Linked DNA regions of Mus musculus: region 1 is linked to region 2. The links are chromatin contacts, called in public Hi-C maps. All regions are on one chromosome and are shown on one strand. The core of a region is the stretch at or near the end of the contact, and the rest is flanking DNA. Distances in the headings are between cores, read along the strand shown. Region 1 has its middle 48 kb from the start of Cntln. Region 2 overlaps Ccdc171 (coiled-coil domain containing 171).

Evidence for each region. Hi-C and Micro-C count contacts between places; a contact is called where the count stands out from the background.
Region 1: a Hi-C map of the N1E-115 cell line shows a contact between it and region 2, with 20 times the contacts expected there. The contact joins two enhancer-like sites. A contact is called at or near these places in 2 of 39 promoter capture datasets (cranial neural crest and second pharyngeal arch cranial neural crest), 1 of 15 datasets of contacts at CTCF or cohesin (the NIH/3T3 cell line), 9 of 484 Hi-C or Micro-C datasets (the N1E-115 cell line, cerebellar granule neurons, cerebellum and 3 more) and 2 of 9 other capture datasets (embryonic tail and embryonic trunk).

Annotation. Positions count from the first base shown.
Region 1 is chr4:84,832,970-84,839,596 of GRCm38.p6, forward strand. No RefSeq gene overlaps it. Among named protein-coding and RNA genes, the nearest start is that of Cntln, 48 kb to the right of the region's middle. Within about 2 kb of position 5,307, at least 3 of the 459 cell types and tissues checked have an H3K27ac peak or open chromatin away from gene starts, as enhancers often do. A contact at or near this core is called in the N1E-115 cell line, where this site is marked.
Region 2 is chr4:83,793,798-83,800,364 of GRCm38.p6, forward strand. It overlaps Ccdc171 (coiled-coil domain containing 171), which reads left to right. Exons shown (of 26, transcript NM_001355378.1): 24 at 1,403-1,534. Among named protein-coding and RNA genes, the nearest start is that of Gm42309, 45 kb to the right of the region's middle. Within about 2 kb of position 4,369, at least 12 of the 459 cell types and tissues checked have an H3K27ac peak or open chromatin away from gene starts, as enhancers often do. A contact at or near this core is called in the N1E-115 cell line, where this site is marked.

The sequences.
Region 1 (6,627 bases), core at 4,057-6,556, 1.0 Mb after region 2:
AATAGAGTTTTGTCTTGGAGAACTTTTAAAATACAATCTGTAGACTCAAGTTACTTGATGGCAAGAGAATCCATTACAGTGAAGAAGTGAAGCGCGATCATTTTCTCTGGATATCTGGCTCGGTTAGTATGCCAGATATTGATTGAGTCTGGGATTCAGTAGCAGTAAATCTTCCTCATTATGCAAGTCCTGTATATCCTTTTAGTTTCCCTATCTACCCTTTAATCTCTGGGCCCCGAATTTGTACAACATGCAGAAACCACTTTAATACATGCTCTGTCACTGTGAACACTTTTATTCCAGAAGCTCGTCCCAGCACCAGGATGAATTTGTTTGGTTTGGCAGGAATTGTCCTAACAATTGTCTGACAGGCTCCCCTGCGCCCCCGCTCCATCCCCATTCATCCCATGAAGCCGCCTGACTTCAAAATGTTCTGCTCACAAGGCTTTGCTTGTGATTCCCCTTTTGAACTCTACCTATGTATGCACCCTACATCACCCTACATTTTTGAAATCCTGTGACCTATAGTAAAAAAGAGAATGATTCTTTCTCCTTTTCTAGGGCCTTGCTACTCAAAAAAATAGCCATAGACCTGCAGCATCTAAAATGTAAGACTCAAGCCCCGCCCTACAACCCCCTCCCTAGCCTGAATCTGACTAGATTAATGTCTCAGAGTAGCTGGATAGAGTATTTGGTACTGAGGGCAGATCAGCAATGCAGAGGGGATGCAGGGGTTGTAGCCAAGTGGAAAAGCAGTCTCTCTTCAATGTGTTCATATAAAAAGAAAAAGAATTATTCTCAGGCCAGGCCTGTATAATTCAGTAATCTTCAAGCAGATTGTATCCTGGAACTGCAACTGTGTTTATTTCTGGGCAGAATGACATGAATAAATGAATTAAGGAGTATGAAGTGCTAAGGCTGCGTTAGGTGCAAGGACAGAATCCAGTCTTGTTTTAGCACCTGATCTACTGGCTGCAGTCTCTGTTTGTCACGGTTACTCCTCATTTCCTTAACTCCCATTGACAACTCAGGGATCAGCAGACAGGATTATCTTTTAATGGTTTTTGGCAAGATGCTTGATAGCACCAGTTTGGCTGTTAGTAGCTATGACCCAGGAACAATTTTTGTTTCTTCTGTATGTTTTCTCTGCCCTGACATGAGAACAATGTATGTGGATAATAACATGTGACTATTTCATAAATATTTTACATATGCTTCATATGGGGAATTGACTTGATAGATTTATTGACATTAATATTCACAAAGCCTCTCACTATGCTGAGAATGATAATTACAGCGACTACACTTTCATGGCTCCAAAGTAAAATATTATATGACTAATCACAAAATTTGGTAAGTTTGATGAATAGATCAATAATTGTTTATATATACAATGATAAAACTTAAGAATGACAAAAAATAAAACTCTATTTTGAGATTATACTTCTAAGCCTTTAGAAGACTTGGTAGTGTGTGTTTGGAATAGCTTACAATGTAGAACTAAAATGCACAGAGACAGGAGCATATCATCTTATGAATATCACTTGAAACATTTTCACAGAATGAGCATGCTAGTCATGACATGAAGAAGAGGGCTTGGAGTGTGGGTAGGTGGTAGAAGACATGCTTGGTGTGTGCACATCCACAGTTTCAATTTCTGGCACAAAATCCAAACCAAAGAAAATATCAAGATAGAATGATAATGACTGAACCCTCTCTCATTCTTCCCGTTTCTTGCCCCATCCAGTAAACAGACTCTGGCTTTCTAACAGTATACTTGGCTTTTGCTTGGTTTTGTGTAAATTGATCCCTGTAGCATATTCTCCCTTCTTTTTCTTCTGCCATGGTTTTTGATTTATCTATGTATCTATGTATCTATGTATGTATGTATGTATGTATCTATCTATCTATCTATCTATCTATCTATCTATCTATTTCACTACCTGAATGTATGGCACTTGCTCCCTTGTTCCCTTGTACAGGCCAACATGCTGTTTTAATTTTTGATTTTTGCAATCAGCATTGTTCTGAACATTCTAGAAGGCCTTTTGCCTGAGCACAAGCATTTGTGTTAGGTGTCTGCCTGAGAGTGGAAACGCTGGGTGGATTAGACTTCACTTTCTGCTGCCCAATCAAAGTGGCTGTACCAACTTGCACTTCAGTGTGTGAAAGATCAAGCTTTCTCACATTCTTTCTGGATATAATTGGAGATTAGTAATTTCAGGTTATTAGCAGTAATCTGACATAATAATTTAAGTCGTTCTGGAGAAGTAGTGATATCACACTTAGATTTTGATCACTTAAGCCCGTAGACTTAAATATCTATGGTTTAGGACGAGTATTTTATGAATGGCTAGCTATATAAGAGTAGAGCTCTTTAAATAAAGATTGAGCAGTTTAAAGATAGGTGTGATTTGAAAAATCTAAGACACTTATTTGTTGAGAAATATCTATTCCATGAAGTTTTACTTGAAATTTTATCATTGACAGTTACTTTTAAATAAAAATTTCTTTAAAGATCATATCCCATTGTGGTGTATTTGTACAACGAGAACTATGTGCATTTTTAAAAATGACTCCAGCAATGCTGAATATAATTTATTTTATTAACTTATCACCATTATCTATCACCCAAGAGTGAGAGAAGCAAGTTGCTTCGTAGGTGATGGCTAGTGAATAGAGTATTCAAGGTAGGAGTAAGACTGAGAAATGAGGCATAGAAGACACAGACATTAAATCTATGGCACTGGGTACATGTGTATAGTGACCTTCAGGAGGCCTTTACATGGCCAGGGAACCTCTGGCTGTTGAGGATGAAAAGTAATGCAGCTGGGAATTATTGTCTTAGGAGTCTAGACCATAAACAAATTAGAGCTTTACCCATAATTGGCTCTGACTGTCACAGACAGGTGCAAATTCTTTTGTATAGAGAGAAAATAGCCTTATCTCCTAGACAGCAAATGTTCATCAACTTCAAATTACACCTCAAATGCTGCTGGTGTCTGGACCATTGATGGATGAGCTAGGTCTTTCCAGGTCTAATGCTGAGTAATGTAAATTAGATTCTCCTGAGTTACGGCTAGTGCAGCTGGAGGGCACACAGCCCTTGCCAGGGCATATCTCAATGCCAACTTCTTGCCAATGTTGTTAATAATATTGGAGCCTGTACATGTGTCACTACTCTCAGCTTTATTAGTGACAATACTCTAGCCCCCCTTTAACTTTTTAAGTTTTGAATAGTGTCTAACTTTAGTTCCATCTTGACTTCAGAAAGCAAATGCTAAATGGTGAAGCGTGCATACAGCTTAGCTTCCTACAACATAGTGGCAGGTAGATCCACTGACTTCAGTCTGAGCTGTGCTCATTGTGGCTTTGTGTGTGATGAAGAATAGACAATGTGGAGAAGGGGAAGAAATGCCAGAGCAGTGTTCTCAGCCTTCCTAATGCTGTGACCATTTCCTACAGTTCCTCATGTTGTGGTGACCCCCACCCAGAAAAATATTTCTATTGCTACTTCGTAGCTATAATGTTGCTACGGTTAGGAATTATAATGCAAATCTCTGTGTTTTCTGGTGGTCTGATATGACCCTGTGAAAGGGCACCCAAAGGGGTCATGGCCCACAGGTTAAGAACCACAGTGATAGGTTATTCTAGTAAGAGAAGAAAGTCGCCACGAGGGAAGCCTATTTCCATTTCTGTCTATCTTAAGGTATATGGATACTTATCCCTGAACCAGAAACATGGCGTTAGTCATGCAGAGAGAAGGGATAGCACTGGAGCCCATGCTAACCACTGGCCGTGAGTGAGAAAGGACCAGAAGGAAGGCAGAAGGTTCTTCTGCAATAAGAGCACACAGAGGATGAAGATTGCAGTTGAGCAATATGCTTTCATGCAATGAAAATGAGAATTCACAAAGTACATGAATATCAAAACAATAAAATATTATTTATAACTCTCAGAACATTCCACAAAAGTTTCTTTTTAACCACAACAATTCAGTCCAGCTACTCTTTGTGCTGAGTATAGCCTTGGTAGAGATCAAATACAGTGTTATAATAATGAAAACAGTTTTTACCACTCAAATTATATCACATATGCTTTATTAAGGTTTCTGTTACCAGCTTCCAAGTTTGTCTCCCTGGCTGTCTCATATACAACTCAGGAGGGGAATCTCGGGTACTCCGACTCACCTGGGTATGCTAACCACTAGAGGGCAACATTGGCCACACACTTATTCTAAGGCTCTTGTGGAGGGCAGAGTAGCTATAGAATGGGCTTCTATACACATAATTAGGTTTTATTGAACAACCAGTGTGGATGGCAATATTGGGTTTTGTGATGTCCGTGTATATGATCACATACTAAAAAGGAGTGGTTGTAATAATACGTCCACTATGTTTGAACATCGTTTTGCAAATGGTCCTTGAATATCAATGACTAGACAATGCACCAATCTTACAATGATTACATCACAAATAGATTCAAATATGGCACTTGAAAACTGTCCAAATGGTAAGTAGAACTAACCAGGGAGTCTGTTCGGCACCTGAATCCTCGAAGGACAGACAAACCTGATTTTCTTTGTTTTACAGCATTTTACAAATTTTTATTATGAAAGGTCAATGATGTTTTTCTCCTATCATAGGAAAATCATCTCTAGTTCCTTACTAAAACACAATTATTATTAGAGGTACAAAGTGGAAAGTGGGTTCTTGTAGAACTATTCATCTTTCATCTGTAGGATTAAGATTATTTCTAATTCACAGAGAACATAATATTAACTGGTTAGTATGTTAAATATCTTCTGAATTCACTCAGGAATTTACAAAAGAGTTTATAATTTTGCTGACTGGCTTCTTCCATTTGCATAAAATGTATGTCACAAATATCAGCTAGTATTTATTTTTCATTTCCTAGAAACTTTAGAAACTCTGTAATGTTCTTGGTTTTTAACAAACAGCCGAAACAGTCTTGGAATATTAATATGACATCAGAAAAATCCAACCATTTAGATTAAGACAATATTTGGTTCATATGTTCTTTAAGCATCAAAGATAAGATGAGGAGCCGTGAAGACTGACAGCTTTCCAGTCGGGGTTGATTAAATTAAGCTCGTTTTGGTAACTAGGAAATGAAGAAACTAGACCACATCAAATAAATAGTCTCAGTTAAGGACAGTGCAGCGGTGACACTGGACAAATGTCAGATTAAGCAGATGCTGCCATCAGTCCATTTGTTGTCATGATTGTAATGTGGCAACTGGCTCCAGAGACAGAGGTATTCTGAAGGAGAGCTTCCTGGGATGGCACTTTTTGTTGACTCCATAAATGAGTATGAGTCATAGTGATGAGGGGATACTGGCTGCCACACCCACAACTGTCAAAGCAGAAACCAGGGGAGAAGAAACCACCAGAGTTTTATTTCTCTTTTGAAAAACAACAACACACACAAATTCCTTAAATTTCCCCTTAAATTTCTCAGGTCTTCTCTCTCTCTCTACTCTCTCTCTCTCTCTCTCTCTCTCTCTCAAAGGGAATTCGACTTCTACTTCAAACATATGTTACAGGCTTTTAAAATATATTTAGAATTTTATTTATGACACACATACCTTAGGTAGCTCAAGAGACCAAAATTCCATCAAGTAAAGAGGTGAACATTCATTACATGACTTCTTTATTTAATTATGAAATACAAAAGCCCATTAGTAGAATGGCCTGTTGGCCTGGAGAGAGGATGCTGGCCTGCCTGCCACGGGGTGGACCTGCAGGTTTCTCTCCTGCTCTAGCTTGCCAAGCTGGCAGGCTTTTGGAGAGCAGAATCAACCTCAAAAAGGAAAAGGAGAAAGATGTGGAATTCTGACCTCTTCGTTATCACCACACTATAAAATACACCCGTGCAAACCTTGCAAACAACAGCTATATGGGTGCCTTATTTTTATTTTATTTTTTTTAATTAGGTATTTTCTTCATTTACATTTCAAATTCTATCCCAAAAGTCCCCCAGCCCACCCTCCACTCCCCTCCCCCCACTCCCACTTCTTGGCCCTGGCATTCCCCTGTACTGGGGCATATAAAGTTTTCAAGACCAAGGGGCCTCTCTTCCCAATGATGGCCGAATAGGCTACCTTCTGCTACATATGCAGCTAGAGACACGAGCTCCGGGGTACTGGTTAGTTCATATTGTTGTTCCAACTATAGGGTTGCCGACCCCTTTAGCTCCTTGAGTACTTTCTCTAGCTCCTCCATTGGGGGCCCTGTGATCCATTAAACAGCTGACTGTGAGCATCCACTTCTGTGTTTGCCAGGCACTGGCATAGCCTCACAAGAGACAGCTATATCAGGGTCCTTTCAGCAAAATCTTGCTGATTCGTGCAATGGTGTCAGTGTTTGGAGGCTGATTATGGGATGGATATACGGGAGCCTTATAAAGTCTTTACTTATTGTTTGAATTTGAATAAAATATATTTTAGGAGAAATGTATGAAATTATAAACCTGAAATCTAGTCTGTGTTCTGCTACCAGCTGTGTGATAGGGCAGAAATCACATTAAATCACTTAAAATGCCTGTTTGTGGTGGTGATTACTAGCTTGGCCTAGCCATAGGAAGTTTCTGCAGATCAAGTAATTT
Region 2 (6,567 bases), core at 3,119-5,618:
CTGGGGAAAAGAAGGTCCAGTGACAGGCCCAAAGTGGGATCCAGCTCAAGGGGAGGTCCCAAGGCCTGACACTATTACTGAGGCTATGGAGAGCTCACAAAAATAGATCTATCATGACTGGCCTCTGAAACACCCAACAAGCAGCTGAAAGAGAAATAGAGAAGCAGCTGACCCCTGTTGTTGAATTAGGGAGGACTTAAAGAATTTGAGGAGAAGGGCGATCCTGTAGGAAGACCAGCAGTCTTGATTAATCTGGAACCGATATGAGGCCCCCAACACACACACAGTAGAGGCCTGCCAGGTCTGTGTTCATTCAGAGATGAGGCACCTAACCCTCAAGAGACTGGAGGCCCCAGGGAGTTTAGAGGTTAGATGGGGTGGGGGTGGGGGCATCCATGTGGAGACAGGGTGTGGTGGGGAGGAGGTGTGGGATGTGGAACAGTTGGAAAGTGGGCGGGGAGGGGCGGGGAATGGAATATGGAGTGTAAAAAAAAGAATTACAAATAAAATTATATTAAAAAAAAAGTAAACTCTTCTTACTCAGCTGACTGATGAAAAGCGAGAACTTTATCTCAAATGCAAACCTGAGTACAGAATTCCTAAGACTAAGTGCTGGAGTTTCTTTGTATTTGCTGTGCGTGTGCTGATTTGTCCAGAAGGTGGCAGTGTGATATCAACTGCCCACAGGAGCTTGGAATTAGAACTCCGTCTGTACAAGCTTGTGTCCTTACCTTTCTGAATACTTAAACTCTAGTACAAATGCTACTGATTTTATTTCCGTTATCTTATTTAGAGGTTTTGTGACCAAGCCGGTTTCCATGAGTTTATTGCTCAGGCTTAAGTTTAATTAAGTCCTACAGTTTTGGAACACCGAGCAGGCCGAGCAAACCCTGTACTTGTGTATTTTGAAGTCCCCTTTTGTGTTGAGTGTATTTGTTCTTATTCCAGAGTCTGTGCTAGTGAAGTTTCTTTTCAAAACCCAGTCCCTAGTAACTATCATGTACAACATGCATGATCTAATGTCAGTTAAACACGCTTTTAAGAGAGTGATAATAGGGGATTGCAGCTTGCTTTTGATTTTGTGTCCCCCCCCACCCCCCCCATTTTCCGAGTGGAGCTGTGAAGGAATAATTCAAAGCGCCTTGATCAGAAGGCTTCTGTGCCTCGTCTCCCCTCTTCATTTCAAGCAGGAGGATGCTTTTTCTTCTTAACATTCTCCCCCAGCACTCTGAATTAGAGATTTATTTGCAACGAAAAATCAATTAGTCCTAAATTTATTCATGGATTTCAGGTCCAGCGATCAATGCAAGTCCACTCAGTGGGCTCAAGGGGACCCAGTTCATCCCAGTTAATGTGTCTGAAGGGGAATTACCATTGATGCTGTTTTTTTTCCCCCCTTTAGGTCAGAGATCAGATCTCACTGTCACGGACTGCAGCAACTAGGAATGACTTCACCCTGCAGCTACCCAAACTGCACCTGGAGACCTTTGCAATGGAGGGGCTCCAGGGTGGGCCAGAGGTGGTGGCATGCCAGGTTAGAGCCTAAATAACATTGCTTGCCACTGAAATGTGTAGAAAAATAAATTGTACTAACTGGGAGAGAATGGAAGCCTTGGAGTATTGTGAATAATTTAGATGAGATGCAAATAAATGCTTTCTATCACGTAGCATAAAAACACGTTTCTTCAAAGCCAGGACTAGCCAATTAAAATAATGCAGAAAAGCATTTTACAAAGAAAAGTATGTGTTTATGTCAAAGTCCAATATTAAAAGACCCACTTTCCTCTCAGTGGAAGCTGGTAAGACATTAGGCTGTTATCTTTTCAAGCCAAATCTATCTGTTGTGTTTGTTGTTTTAAAATAAGTCCCTTTACATATAGAGTTTTAAAGGAGATATCTGAAAAATTTTCACGTTAATTCCAAAAAAATCCACATTTTAATTTTAGAAAAACCTAAAGTCCAACTGTATTTTGTATTAAAGAGTCCTTTTACCTTTTAATACTTAAGTTTCATAGAGCATTGTACTACAGTGTGTAAACAGGGCCATTTCATTTTAAAGCTCAAAACATCAACTTATGAAACCTTGAATAACTTTAAGAGTAATTCAGGAAGTTATTTTCAGAAGGATTCATTTTCAAATGTTGTAGCTATCCTGTTCTAGCACGACTGCATTCTGTGATCATATTTTCTTAAAGTTCATATTACATTGTAAATTGGAAAATACAAAATTCAGCAAATACTTTATCTTTCTCTTAGTGCCCAAAGCCTCCATTTAAAAAAATCATCAGCACTATGGAATTACAGAAAGCCTGATTTCATAAAAGACTGTCCTCATTTAACAGTTCTCTCGATCGCCCAATATATTCAAAAGGAAATGTTTTTTTAAAAACTCGCTTTTAATATTTAATAGCTTAAAATAATCTTTTTCTTTCTTTAGTTTATGACCATGTGGAATCTTAATTTTGTATAAAATAAGTGTTAGTTCATGATCTGTATTAACTTTTCAATATTCTACACCCTAATTTATCCTGTTATTAGAGCCTCTGTTATGCTCTGCAAAAAATGTTTATAACTTTTTAAAAAAAATCTAGAATATATTTATATAACTAGGCATCAAACATTTTTATTTTCTTTTATAGGCTTTACCGTTATTTACACGATTAAATGTGTTTTAAATTTGATTATCAGTATTCATCAATTTATTACAGATATGAATACAATATGATTTGAGATTTTTCGAATAAGTGTAAAAGAATCCTTTATTTGGTGTCCTAGATTTGTTCTTCCAAGGGTTGCCTCTTATCAAAATTCACGAATAAAGATTTTCCCCAAACTAGATTTTGTTGGTTTAGAAGGAAACTTAGAATACTAATAATAGTAATAGTAATACTTTGGGGGATGAAAACATGAATTCTCTGTGGTTGTGAGCTAAGGACTAGCAAGAGAGACATGCCAGGGACTTTTGTTCAACTCTGCCAATGGTTGTATGTGTTGTCATATTCCTAAATGCTCAGGTGAGTTTTCTGAGGAGATCCATAGGGTGCATTGTAGCTTAGTAATAAACAGGTAGTTAGGAAAGTAGGAAACAATAAAATTGGTGCTGCTGCTGTGGCTGCTGCTGCCGCTGCTGCTGCAGCTGCTGCCGCCACTGCCCCAGCCGCTGCCGCTGATGGCAGCTTCCATTTCAGCGAACTTTCCATGTGCCAGCCCCTGTCAACTCACAGAGCTCTCTAATGGGACTGTCAAACAAGTGGCAGTATCTCCATTTTAAAATTGGAAAACAACACCCACAGCAGGTAATTCTCCTCAGATCAGAATCTAGTAGGTGGTAGAACAAATTTAAGTCTCAAAGTAGCTGACTGCAAAGCCGAAGTGGTCAGTCTGACACTGAGGAGTTAAACAGCCTATGTGACACTGAGAGGAGTAAAACCTTGGAAACTTATGTTTTCATACCACTTAGAAGATACTCATTAGACATCTGCGTGGGCCATAGTGTATGCTATATCATAGACAAATTCACAGATACGTTTTCCTGTTCAATCACCAAATAATATGAAAAATGTGCTTTCAACTTTGTACAGGATAATGTGTGTGCTCACTATAGCTCCATATTTTTAGGAATTTTATATTTAAAAAACTTATAATTGGCACATAGTGATTATGTATACTTCTGTAGTATAATATTTTCATGCATATATGCAATAAGTAGCAGTAAGTAATGATCGAATAAGGACAATGAGGAACATGCCATCACCTCAGACACTACTGCTTGTGTCGGGAACGTCAGAATCCTTTCTTCTAGTGATTTGGACATACATAGTGAAGGACTAGAAACTCCATCCACTGCCCCGTGCTACAGAACTTTGGCACCCACTCCTCTTAACTTCCCAGGTCTGGCAAAAATCACTATTCCCTCCCTACCGAAAGCATCTCATTTAACTGCCACACAGGAGTGAAAACATGTGGCTTTGGCTGGCTGTGCCTGACTTCCCTCACTGAACATAATGCCCTCCAGGTTCATCTGTGTTGCCAGGACATTAACCCTTTCTATTTATGAGTATTATTATTGACAGGATATTGCATTTTATTGGCTAACAATACTCTACCATGTATATAAACTATGCGGTTGATCCATTTATTTGTTGTGGAACCCTAGGTTGATTCTGTATCTTCACTTTTGTGAATAGTACTAGAAAAAAAAAAAAAAAAACTAGAGCGCAGGTATATTTTTGATGTACCAGTAGAAATGCTAGCTTTGTGCCCCGGTTTCTGTTTTACAAAGTGGAATGTAGCGGTTTTCCAGGCCTGTAACAGGAACGAAGGAGGCAGCGAACAGAGAGTGTGTGGCGGAAGCAGGCAGGGCCGGTGACGTCATCCCATCCCGCTGAAGCCCCGCGAGGGTGGGGGAGCAACAGGCGCTCCTTTCACTGCTATAAGGTGTTTATATGTTTCATTTCGAGGAATGGTTCCTTAGGATCCTTTCTTCATAGTTTCTTCTAGCGCTTTAAGTCCTTTACCAAGTACAGTCTGCCTTAACTTCCTGTTCACTTTTTATGTCAGGTGAGTTTTCCAGGGGGGTCATGGCCTCAGTGGAGCCTATGGCACGTTTAAGACCATGTTTTCATATTCCAATTAATAGCCTTTCAAGCTTTTACTGTAATGCTGAGAAAAATCAAACCCTACAGACCGAAGCTTTAACAGAAATGGCCAGCATGAATGCAGAGGACCCAGTGATGAAAACTTTCTGCTCAACTCTCTGAAGGCAATACCTGACCTTTATCGTCTTACACTCCCGAGGATGTCTTTAAGTAACTTTGATCTGTAATGCTGGCAATATCTAGCGAATATTGACAAGTGACCAATAAACATTTCACTCCGTTACCATTCAGTGATAAGAAGCAGACAGACACCAAACGCCAACTGTAGCTGACGTGTGATGAAGTGTTTGCTGTGTGCGGCACAGCCTCGCTGAATCTCTGCAGGGTCTGTGAGTGGCCAGCTCTCTGCTTCCGTCTTAGCGTGCTGCCCGCCAGCAATGGGTGCTGTTTTATGAGGGGCTAAAGTCCATCGAGAGGAAGGAAGATGTTAATAGACCAGACGTCTAATGAGCAGCATCACCAGGCCGCTCTGCTCTTAGTCATGCATGCTGTATACTTTCTGCAAAGCATTGTTCACGGGCTTGTGTGGGTTTGTACTTTAAGATGACAAAAAGAAAGAATTGAAGTAGGGTCTTCCTATAAAATGCAATTTCATTTGTGTAGAAAACACAGAGGAATAGAAATCCAGAAGAGGGCTAACTAAGTATGTTTCATGACTTTTCTATTTTGGTCCCTTCATCTCTAGAAAGAAGACGTTCCCAACTCGGTGTTAGTACGATGGCCGAGTAGGCTCACACTCCTGGGTGGTAACAGATAGTGTAACCGCGGAGAATTTGGCAGATGTCCACAAACAGGAACGCCCCAAGTGCTCAGGAACTTAGCCTTGCTGATGGCTGCCACCTGAGAGCTCAGAGCTCAGAGTCCAGGAAGCTCACAATACACTTGGGTGAAGGAATTCCAGACGCTTGCCAGGGTCACCAGGACTCGGCTTCTGTCACAGTTGTGCATGCTCCTAAATGACTTGGTTCTCATGTCTTATGTCTAGGCTCATACTGTATAAAAACTGCGAATCTTTCCATCTGTCTAATGAAACTGTTTTAAGACTTAGTGTATAATAACTACCTCTGGAAATGTAGTACATTTCATAAATATGTGTTTATGAGTACTTCATTAGAGAGTCTCCATGTGAAACCTTTTATTTATAAAGATTTTCCCTGTGAATGCAGTAATGCTCTAATTGCTCCTAAACCAGAAGGTCATAGCAAGCCTTTCTCACAGGGCTTTTGCTCATGACTTTCAGGATACCATTATTTTTACATTCCTTTGAGATACTTTTAAAATTGATATTGATAAAGAACATTCTGAAGGAAACCTTTTAAATTTTTTTATTTGAAGAAAGGGGAAAGAAATGGTACCCAGACCTAACCTGCCCGAGAATAGACGAGCTGTGGTTATCTGTGGCCGACTTCCCACGGGCTCTCTTGATGATGTTAGTGCCTCAGCCTACTAATTGCTCTGCAAGAAACTTCTGCGTTTTTGGCATTCTTAGAAATTAAGAGATGTTAGACAATTTCATTTATAAGACTGAGCCATCTTGATACTTTTCTCTTCGTGTCATCCCATCTGCATACATGAATTTTCAGAGAGCTATTACCTTCTTAAACATGAAAACGAGCCATGTCGAGTGAAAATCGTGTTAAATATAACAAGCACTACTTTTTAAAATAAAATATTTCAGATTAAACATTTTATTGTCCCAGTACATTAGTTTTATAACGTACATTGTAATCTTATAACAGTATTATTATACCTGCATATATAGTGACATTTGTCCCAAATAATACAATTTGTTAGAAAATTTGCTAACATCAAATACTGGGTTTTTAAAACAATTAGGAAAGCTGTACATGATCCTGACAAAAATTACACCCTAATGAATCTAAAAGAAAATTAAGATCATCTGAAATTT